Regions from separate parts of the Cricetulus griseus genome. Here region 2 is linked to region 1. Evidence: chromatin contacts called from public Hi-C data. All regions are on one chromosome and are shown on one strand. The core of a region is the stretch at or near the end of the contact, and the rest is flanking DNA. Distances in the headings are between cores, read along the strand shown.

Evidence for each region. A called contact is a pair of places that touch in the nucleus more often than the background predicts.
Region 2: a Hi-C map of the CHO-K1 cell line shows a contact between it and region 1, with 4 times the contacts expected there. The contact joins two enhancer-like sites. A contact is called at or near these places in 3 of 8 Hi-C or Micro-C datasets (the CHK-Q cell line, the CHO-K1 cell line and fibroblasts).

The regions. Positions count from the first base shown.
Region 1 is chr3:94,230,766-94,235,698 of CriGri-PICRH-1.0, reverse strand. No RefSeq gene overlaps it. Among named protein-coding and RNA genes, the nearest start is that of Cavin3, 19 kb to the right of the region's middle. Within about 2 kb of position 2,193, at least 2 of the 6 cell types and tissues checked have open chromatin away from gene starts, as enhancers often do. A contact at or near this core is called in the CHO-K1 cell line, where this site is marked.
Region 2 is chr3:94,286,645-94,291,577 of CriGri-PICRH-1.0, reverse strand. Cnga4 (cyclic nucleotide-gated cation channel alpha-4) reads left to right here. Exons shown (of 7, transcript XM_027404933.2): 5 at 1-16; 6 at 671-1,020; 7 at 1,505-2,619. The coding sequence ends at 1,965. Among named protein-coding and RNA genes, the nearest start is that of Cnga4, 6.4 kb to the left of the region's middle. Within about 2 kb of position 2,902, at least 4 of the 6 cell types and tissues checked have open chromatin away from gene starts, as enhancers often do. A contact at or near this core is called in the CHO-K1 cell line, where this site is marked.

The sequences.
Region 1 (4,933 bases), core at 944-3,443:
GAACCTGGAAGCAACCTAGATGCCCCTCAACTGAAGAATGGAAAGAGAAAATGTGGTACATTTATACAATGGAGTACTACTCAGCAGAAAAATGCAATGGAATCTTGAAATTTGCAGGCAAATGGATGGAACTAGAAGAAACCATCCTGAGTGAGGTAACCCAATCACAAAAAGACAAACATGGTATGTACTCACTCATATATGATTTTTAGACATAGAGCAAAGGTTTACCAGCCTATAATCCTCTTCCCCAAAGAAACTAGAAATCATGAATGACTCTAAGGGATAAATGGACCCCAGGAATGGAAGTGGCATGAACTCCCGAGCTAATTGGGAGAATGAGGGTAGGGGAGTGGGTGCTACCATAATAAGAGCACAAGAAGAAGAGGAGAGGAGAAGAAATGGAGGAGCAGATATATTGAGTTGGGGGAAGAATAGAGGAGAGAGAGCAGGATGAGAGATACCATATCAGAGGGAGCCGCTATAGGTCTGAGAAGAGATCTGGAACTAGAAAGATCTCCAGAGACCTACAAGGATAACACAATCTGATAGTCCGGGCAGTGGAGGAGAGGATGGCCTAGAAGCCCTTCCCCTAGAATGAGATTGATGACAACTCTCTATGCTATCCTAGAGTCCTCATCCTGTGGCTGATGGAAGCAGAGACAGACATCCACAGAAATACACTGAGCTGAAATCTGGAACCTAGTTGAAGAGAGGGAGGAATGAAGAACGAAGGGGTCTGTACCAGGTTGGAGAAACCCACAGAAACAGTTGGCCTGAAAAAGGGAAAGCATATCGACCCCAGACGCTCTTTGGGAGGCCAGTACGGGACTAATCCAGCCCCTGATCATGGATGCCAATGGGGAGGCCCCTGCACTCCTGGGAGCCTCCGGAGGTGGACTGGTGTTTTGCCCTGGTGTGTGGGGGGGACTTCGAGAGCCCATCCTACTTGAAGGGATGCACTCTGTCTCTGAACACATGGGGAGGGACCTAGGCCCAGCACAGGAAGATTTGGTGGACTTGGTGGAGCCCCGGTTGGGGGCCCTACCCTGCCTGGGGAGTGGTGGGTGGATGGGGTGGGGGGTAGGTTGGAGGTGGGGGAGAAGGAATGGGGGTGAGGGGAGGGAGAGGGAGAGGGGAATTACATGTGAAACAAGCCTGTTCCCTAACTTGAATTAATAATAATAATAATAATAATAATAATAATAATAATAATAATAAAGAATGTAACAAAAAAAGATTACAAAACAAGAAAAATCTAAAGAAAAAAATGCTGCTTTAGCTAAAAGAAAGGAAAATCGAGAGTAATACTTGACTCAATAGAATATAGAATAGATTCTCTATAGAGATGGTTTCAAGAGTTCATACAAGATGTGATGGGATTCTTAACTATTATTGTGGCAGCCAGACAGGAAATGTTGCACAGCCAGCTTCGATTTGTGAACTATTTGCCTATGGCATACAATTAAGAATGGAGACAATGGAGATAGAGTTAATGGAAGAAAAGGAGCAGGGTGAAAGGAGAAGATAGAAAGCTTACATTCAAAAGACTTATTGTGTGTGTGTGTGTGTGTGTGTGTGTGTGTGTGTGTGTGTAAGCATTCATATGTGTGCACATGTGGAGTCCAAAAGAGGGTGTCAAGAGTGCTCCTCTGTCACTCACTACCTGTTCCTTTGAGGTAAGGACTGTCCCTGAACACAAGGGATTGTGTCTCAGCTAGACTGGAAGTCAGCATGCCTCAGAGATCCTCCTGTTTCCACCCTTTGGGAACTGAAGTTACAGGCATTTTCAGGAATGTCTGGTTTGTTATATAGGTGCTGGGATCCAAACTGGTCAGGATTGCAGAGGCAGATCTCTTAGATCTCTTTAGCCCCAGCAAGCTTACTTTCTGGGAAATTGCTTTGGTATGCTATATTGAGAACTCAAGGGATTGGTGAATTTATATGATGGTACAGAGATAGACCGTTGCCATCTTGTCTTGTTTTATTCCAGTGAAGACTCTGGTCTTTTGGGTCTCCATTTAAATCCAAAGTGTTTATGCCTTACAAGCCAGTACTTGGGATTCATGCCATCACCGCCGCCTCCATCCTGTCACCTCTTAATTTAGCTTTAGCTTCCTATGACTAACTCGGGTGCCTGCCGTTTTATTTTCCCTCAAGTGCTGATGTGATGAGGACGAGCCCGCTCAGCTGGAATGTAGAATAGCTCCATTATTAAGGCTGTATCAGGGAGGGATGACTGGCTGCGTGACACAGGCTCTTTGTGGTTTTGTGCTTCTCAGCACAATCTGAGAGTTCTTGATGTGTAAATATTAGAAAAATAAAATTTCCAGTCTCAATTCACCGCCCTCTATAATCGAACAAGGCACTGGTGATAAATGAAGCCTCTTCAGCTCCCCTTGAACTGCTGCACACCTTGGCATAGAACCCCCTCAGCGTTCACCTACTTTATACTCTTAAGGTTTCACATTCATGTTAATGCTTTTTGTTTACTTGGGGGTCTATTTTTCAGTGTGTTGCTTAACATAATTTTTTAAGATTTACTCTTCACGGTTTATCAAATATATGCTCATTGCAAACCTAATTTGACTGAGAAACTAAGGGAAAAAGAGAAAGAAGAAAGTATGTGGCTCACCACTATTGACATTTAAGCTAATCTTTTCTCTTATACATATTTTGATTTTTAAAAGATAGCTGTGATCATGCTTGTAAATGGTTTGATTTTCTAGTATTTTTGACCACTGAATTTTGAGAGTTTGCCACACTTTTTAAATTATTTTTAGTCATTTTAGGAGCTCTACAATATGTCATTTTTGTGGATGCAGTGTTTTTGTTTGCCATGCTGTCTCATGTGTTCATTGCCTGACTACAGTAAAAGTTTCCTGGGTTATGCATGTGCCTGTAGATGTCAAAAGAAAGAAGAATCAGTAAAAGCTAAAATTTGTGCTTAAATGATATAATTCTTCATTTAAGTTTTCTACATATGTTTTTTAAACTTTTATTTGTGTATGTGTGTTTGTGCACTCACATGTGATTTGTATGTGTATTTGTGCACTCACATGTGACTTGCATGTGTGTTTTGCACTCACATGTGATTTGTATGTATGTTTTGCACTCACATGTGATGAGAAGAGTGTAGAAGTCAGAGGAGAAATTGCTGGAGTCAGTTCTTTCCTTCCACCATGTGGGTCTCAGGAATAGAACTCAAAATCACTAGGCTGGCAGCAAGCACCTCCACCCACTGAGCCATCTCACAGGTCCTTCTGCTCATATTCCTATCTCAAAAGTTATAAACAGCTTGATTAAGGAATATACAACTGAGCCAGGCACAGTGGTGCATGTCTATAATCCCAGCATGTCTCAGGAGCAGAAACAGGAGGCTCTCAAATACAAATCTATCATAATCCTACCTTTTATTTTGTTTCTTAGCATTTTAGATTTTATATGTAGATGTTTAGCCTTGTATAGACACGTGCATGTGTGTGCGCTCGCGTGCGTGCGTGCGTGCGTGCATTCGTGTGTGTGTGTGTGTGTGTGTGTGTGTGTGTGTGTGTGTGTGTGTGTGTGTACCATATGTGTGCTTGGTGTCCACAGAAGTCACAAGAAGGTATCAGATCCCTTAGAACTGGAGTTACAGACAGCTGTAAGTCACTATGTGGGTACTGAGACTTGAACTAGGATCCTCTTCAAGAGTAACCAGTACGCTTAACCATTGAGCCATCTCTCCAATTCCTAATCCTGTCTTTTTTTTCATTCATTTATTTAGTTCATAAATAAAGTCATGCACAATTATGATACAGAATACAGTATGTTCACAATGGCATGGCTAAATTAAACCAATTAACATGTTATATCACACATATTCATCATTTTTGTTTTGAGAACACTTAAAGTATACTATCTCACAACTTTTAAAATATAGCATATTGTTATCAACCATATTTATCATGCTCTCAGTAGACCTCAAAACTTCAGAGAGTCCATGCCTCTTGTCCAACTGCAGTTTTATATCCTTAAACCAATCATTTCCCCATTGTTAAAAGCCCCACCTGTCTTTTAAAAGACACAGTTTTGTATTGACAACCAGTAGTTAAAGTATGTATATTTATTTACAAATTAGAAACAGAAAGCTATTTTCCTTTCAGCCCAAGGGCCTCTGATTTAGATTTAGGTAGAGATTTCCTGTTATCTTTTTACTAAAATTAATGTGCACTTGTCTGTTAAAACAATTAGAAAACTATATAAAATAAAACATCTGTATATCGTTCCCCATCCTTCTACCAAATTTTCCTATTGCACATATACATAGTACACCACATATTCATATATTCACAAGAATGTTTACTGGTTTCCTGTAATTGATGATTCTATACTTGCTCTCAAGGTTAACAATATACGAAACTTTTCATATATTTAGATTAATTTTTATTATATTGGCTGAAACTCCTTGACTAGAGACAGGCCTGGTGATGTACACCTTTAACCCCAGCAGAGACAGGTGGATCTCTGAGTTTGAAGTTAGCTTGGTCTATAGAGAGGGTTCCACTATGGAGAAAAACCCTGTCTGGAAAACAACAGTAACAAAAACTCTCCTTGGCTGGAGTGTGGTAGCCAATAATCCCCACATTCAGTAGGTAAAGACAGAAGGATCCGAAGTTCAAAGTCCTTGTTGGCTATGTATCAAGTTCAAGGGCAGGCTAGGCTACATGAGGTCCTGTCTTTTCAAAAAGAAAAATTCCCTAGCTAATAATTATAAAAATCATAGTGATAATTCTTGTCTATAGAGAAAGGGCTATTTCCATTTCTATCTAATGATTCAAAATGGCATTTGACTGCTCTGGAGTGGGGCACAGTTTCTCAGCCCTTTATAAATAAATCTCACATACACCATGCAAATATGGACCTGGTTGTGTTTCTACCATCACCTAGAGAT
Region 2 (4,933 bases), core at 1,653-4,152, 55 kb before region 1:
GGAGAGTTATTGACTGGTGAGAGTGCTGGTTGCAGACCTAGCCAGGGGGAGGGTATGCCTTGGGACCTGAGCCCATTACCTACTGGTTATACCAGGCATTTGGAAGATAGCACTCATTGGTAGGTCCACTGTGAGAATCTGGACTAGGGGAGAGGGCAAAAGACTGACAAGAAAAGTAATTTATGTACAAGAATAACTCAGAGACCAGAGAATGAGAGCTGTCACTGCATGGGAGGATTCTGGGGACTCTGAAAGGAGTGGGTAGAGAAAGGAACTATCCAGCCAGGAGATGGACAACAGATGGTTGGTTATATCACAATAATGCAAACTATGTTCTGAATAAAAGGAAATGTCTCAGTGTCAGGGGCCACCACAAAGCTGTCTGAGAAGGTAAGAGCTTGCTGACTAAAGCAGCCCAATGTAGAAGTGCTTTGGACACTGTGGCTGGGATGGGGCCTGACAGGAGGTGAAGTAGTGGTAGGTGCCTCCACATCTTGCAGGAAGTAGAAAAGATCATGTCTGTAACCAAGAAAGGGGACCAGAAAAGTGTGAGGTTCTCCCATTGCTCCTATGAGAACTCAGTGGTTCTTGACTGAGCTGAGTCCTGATGGAGTGGGTGGAGACAGACACACAGGGCTCTGGTGAGGAAATGGTACTTACTGTGTTTCAGGTACCAGCATCTGCAGATCAACAAGAAGATGACCAATGAGGTAGCCATCTTGCAGCACTTGCCTGAGCGACTTCGGGCGGAGGTTGCTGTGTCCGTGCACCTGTCCACCCTGAGCCGAGTCCAGATCTTTCAAAACTGTGAAGCCAGCCTGCTGGAAGAGCTGGTGCTGAAGCTACAGCCCCAGACCTATTCACCAGGAGAATATGTATGCCGCAAAGGGGACATTGGCCGAGAGATGTATATCATTCGTGAGGGCCAGCTGGCTGTAGTGGCAGATGATGGTGTCACACAGTATGCTGTGCTTGGTGCAGGGCTCTACTTCGGGGAGATCAGTATCATCAACATCAAAGGTGAGTCCCCAAGGGGAAGTTCTAGCGACATGACTGGTCAGAGGAATGGGAATTCCAGAACCCTAGGCCAAGATGGTACTTTGGAGCACATAGATTATGATATGGCCTTTGTCTGAGTTGCTACAGGACTCAGGCAAGAAGCAGGATATGGATTATCTGTTCCCTGAGGAGGAGCTGAGCCAAGGTCAGTGGGTGGGGTGGAGTCTTAGAAAACAAAGCAGATGTGTCCCATGGGCTCTAGAGGAAGTGCCAGCAGACCAGCTGAAAGTTACTGCACCAGCCGTGTTGTGATACAACTCACCCACTAAACATCTATCAAAGCAGGTTAATGATAAGCACAGGGCTTGGTCACAGCACATTACTAAATAAATGAATAAAGCAGAAAAAGAGAGTCAGAAGCACCAGAATGGAGGTTATATCCTGGTTCCAGAGTGAAATGCCACCTTCCTGTCCCTCCCTACATCTGTCTGCCCTTGGACCACAGGGAACATGTCAGGAAACCGACGAACAGCCAACATCAAGAGCCTAGGTTATTCAGACCTATTCTGCCTCAGCAAGGAGGATCTGCGGGAGGTGCTGAGTGAGTATCCACAGGCCCAGGCTGTCATGGAGGAGAAGGGCCGTGAGATCTTACTCAAAATGAATAAATTGGATGTGAATGCTGAAGCAGCTGAGATTGCTCTCCAGGAGGCCACAGAGTCTCGGCTAAAGGGCCTCGACCAGCAGCTGGATGATCTACAGACAAAGTTTGCTCGCCTACTAGCTGAGCTGGAGTCCAGCGCACTGAAGATTGCTTACCGCATCGAAAGGCTAGAGTGGCAGACTCGAGAGTGGCCAATGCCAGAGGACGTGGCTGAGGCTGATGATGAGGCTGAGCCTGGGGAAGGAACTTCCAAGGATGGAGAGGGAAAAGCTGGCCAGGAGGGATCCTCAGGCATAGAATGACCTCATCCTGAACACAGGCCTCCCAGCTCCAAGTGAATCCAGAATGGTAGGAAAGTTTGCCTTCAGAACTATCATCCTATTTGCTAGGTCACACAGTCTTAGGTAAACTGGTCTATAGATGCCTAGGTAGAGATGTGGGTTATAGCATACATTCGTCCCATACTCACCAGAACACACACACACACACACACACACACACACACACACACACACATACACCCTCACTGGCTCAAGATTGAGTTCCACAGAAAATGTTTATGTCTTCTGCACACACATACATTCTCATAAGCATAACTATGACTTATACTCACTTAACCCACAATCACAGAGAATGATGATTGCCCTGGGAGTGTTGGGGTGACCTTGGTACATTTAGAGGAGGCATGCTGGTGGAGCTATAGGAAAACAAGCCAGATATAATGTCTGAACTACATTCACTCTAGGTCACCACTTCAGCTGTGTCAGGGCATTGCCAGACTTCAGGTCTGAGCTGTGCCAGGTAATGTTAAACGAACCTGATGTGTAACTTAGGGATATAAGTGAATGGTAATTGTCATTATCAGGAGAGATTAAGAGGGCTATTGCACTTTAAAACATTTTAAGATATGTAATTATTTTGTGATTTGTTAATAAAATTTAAGGTTCATAAGCTTGGCACTGGGTTTATCTCATTCATCTTTATGTTGCCACAGCCCAAACTGCCTGGTACATAGTAGGTACACATGCACACATATACATTTGATAACAAAGTGAGGAGAGCATAAACATAGAAGCCCAATGCTGTAGGAAGGTAGAATATTCCTTAGGACTAATTAAAGGAACAGGAATTGAAGATTTGATTCTGTTATTTTTTTCCCCTTGCTGCAGCATCTTACCACAAACTTCACAGCCTAAAACAGCACCACTTATTGCCTCACAGTGTGTGACTCAGATCTAGGCTCTGCTCTGCTGTCAGCTGGGCTGGGCTCTTAGCTCCAGGGAAGACTCTGCTTCCAGATTCACCCCAGCTCTTGGGAGGGTTTGTCCCTCATGATTGTAGGACTTAGCTCTTTAGTTTTCTGATGCATGCCTCCTTTAAGCACCCCTCCCCACCTTTTTACCCAAACATCCCACTTCTAGGACCAAGCAAACGAAAGGCTCTGGTAGCAGGCTTTTTCTTTTGAGCAACCAAGCAGCTCCCAATTCACGACACTGAGATTTATTATTATTGGTCTTATCTTAGCTCTTATTTTAATCTGTTTCTCTTTATCTATGTTTTGCTTCAGGGCTTTTGGCCTTTCTTCCTTCCTTTCTTTCCTTCTCCCTTTCTTTCTCTCTACTCTGTGTCTGGCTGGCTGGAGGCTGCCTGGCTTCTGGCCATCTGCCTGTCTCTTTCTTTCTTTCTCTCATTTTCTTCTTCCCACTTCTCAAGCCTTATTTTTCCTCCTACCTTATTCTTCCTGCCCACCAGCCCCACCTATCCCTCTCTACCCTAGCTATTGGCTATTCAGCTTTTTATTAGACCAATCAGGTACCTTAGGCAGACAAGGTGAAACAGCAACATATCTTTACATAATTAAACAAATGTAACACATCTTTGTACAATTAAACAAATGCAGCATAAACAAACATAACTCATCTTTACACAGTTAAAATAATACTCTACAGCATAAGCAAATGTAAAACATCTTTACATAGTTAAATATTCCACAACAGGCCCTTCTTCATGGAGCCCCACACTAGGCCAAGTCAGCCTGAATAATTCAGAATAATTTCTCTGTTTCAAGGTTAGCCAACTATTAATTTTAATTATACCCTGCAAAGCACCCTTTGCCATATTCAGAAGACAAAAGTAATAACGGCCACATTTCTGTTATTTCTATTATACACTCTTGGGAGGAAGCACGTTGGATCCCACTTTCACAGACGACATAGAATAGGATGAACTTGGAGTAGAGTCTTTTGGAAACTAGAGAATGACCACAGTGTCATGAGGCACTGGAGCCTCAGAGTGCACCACCTAAAAGTGTGTAAGCTTGAACCAAGCACATCTCAGCCAGCCCTGCCAGAAGTCGATAGACTCTGCCCAGATGGCCAGAGACTTGCAAGACCCTAAGTTAGGGGCGAGAAAACAGAAAGGAATTCATAAAATACAACTGAGGTCAAATCCTCTGAAAGTTAGATGACTAGACACTTCAATGAAATTTGTAAAACTAAGGTATGTATAGTATTTTTCACACTCTTAAGGAGGCATTGGTGACTGCTATACATATGTTTTACTCTTTTGTTCTTGTAACAATGCTAGGAAGTTTATTGTTATGCTCATGACTTCATGACAGGTTCTAAGCCACGTGCATTGCCTCAGTTCATCCTTACAACCATACGAGAAGGATATCATTATTATCTCCATATTTAAATGAAGAAACTGAGACTATGGGGCTAAATAGCATACCCCAAATCACTGGGCTCCTAAGTCAGATGAAAGGACACCTAGGTTTGTCTTTTTTATTTATTTGTAAAGGAAAGAGATAATCTCAGCTTGGGGCTAAAGCCATTCAAGCTCCTTCCTTTGCAAAGAACAGTGCTTTTGATCAGTCACTGTGGTAACCAGGGGAGACCAAGGCATTCCTGCAAAGCAAAGCTGTGACCCACAGACAAGGCTGCCCAGGGTGTTGAAGTGTGATCTCAAGGATACAGCCACAAAGGCAGAATCCACCTGCTACACTGGACAAAGGGCCGGCATCTACACACTTTCATCATGTGTGCTGCTAGATTTGCACCAGTGTCAAAATATGTCAAGGGCTTAGGAGTCATCCCTTCCAGCAGACCTGAGGCCTCATCGTCTTCTCTTCAAGAGTCAAAACTGCAAAATACCTTAGCCTGGCTAAAACTGAAGGTGTTCACCCCTCCTATTTTTCCAGTTAGCTACTGTCCTGCAGAAAAAATATATATGTATCAGCCCATGCTACCCTCTCCTCTCTCTCCCTCC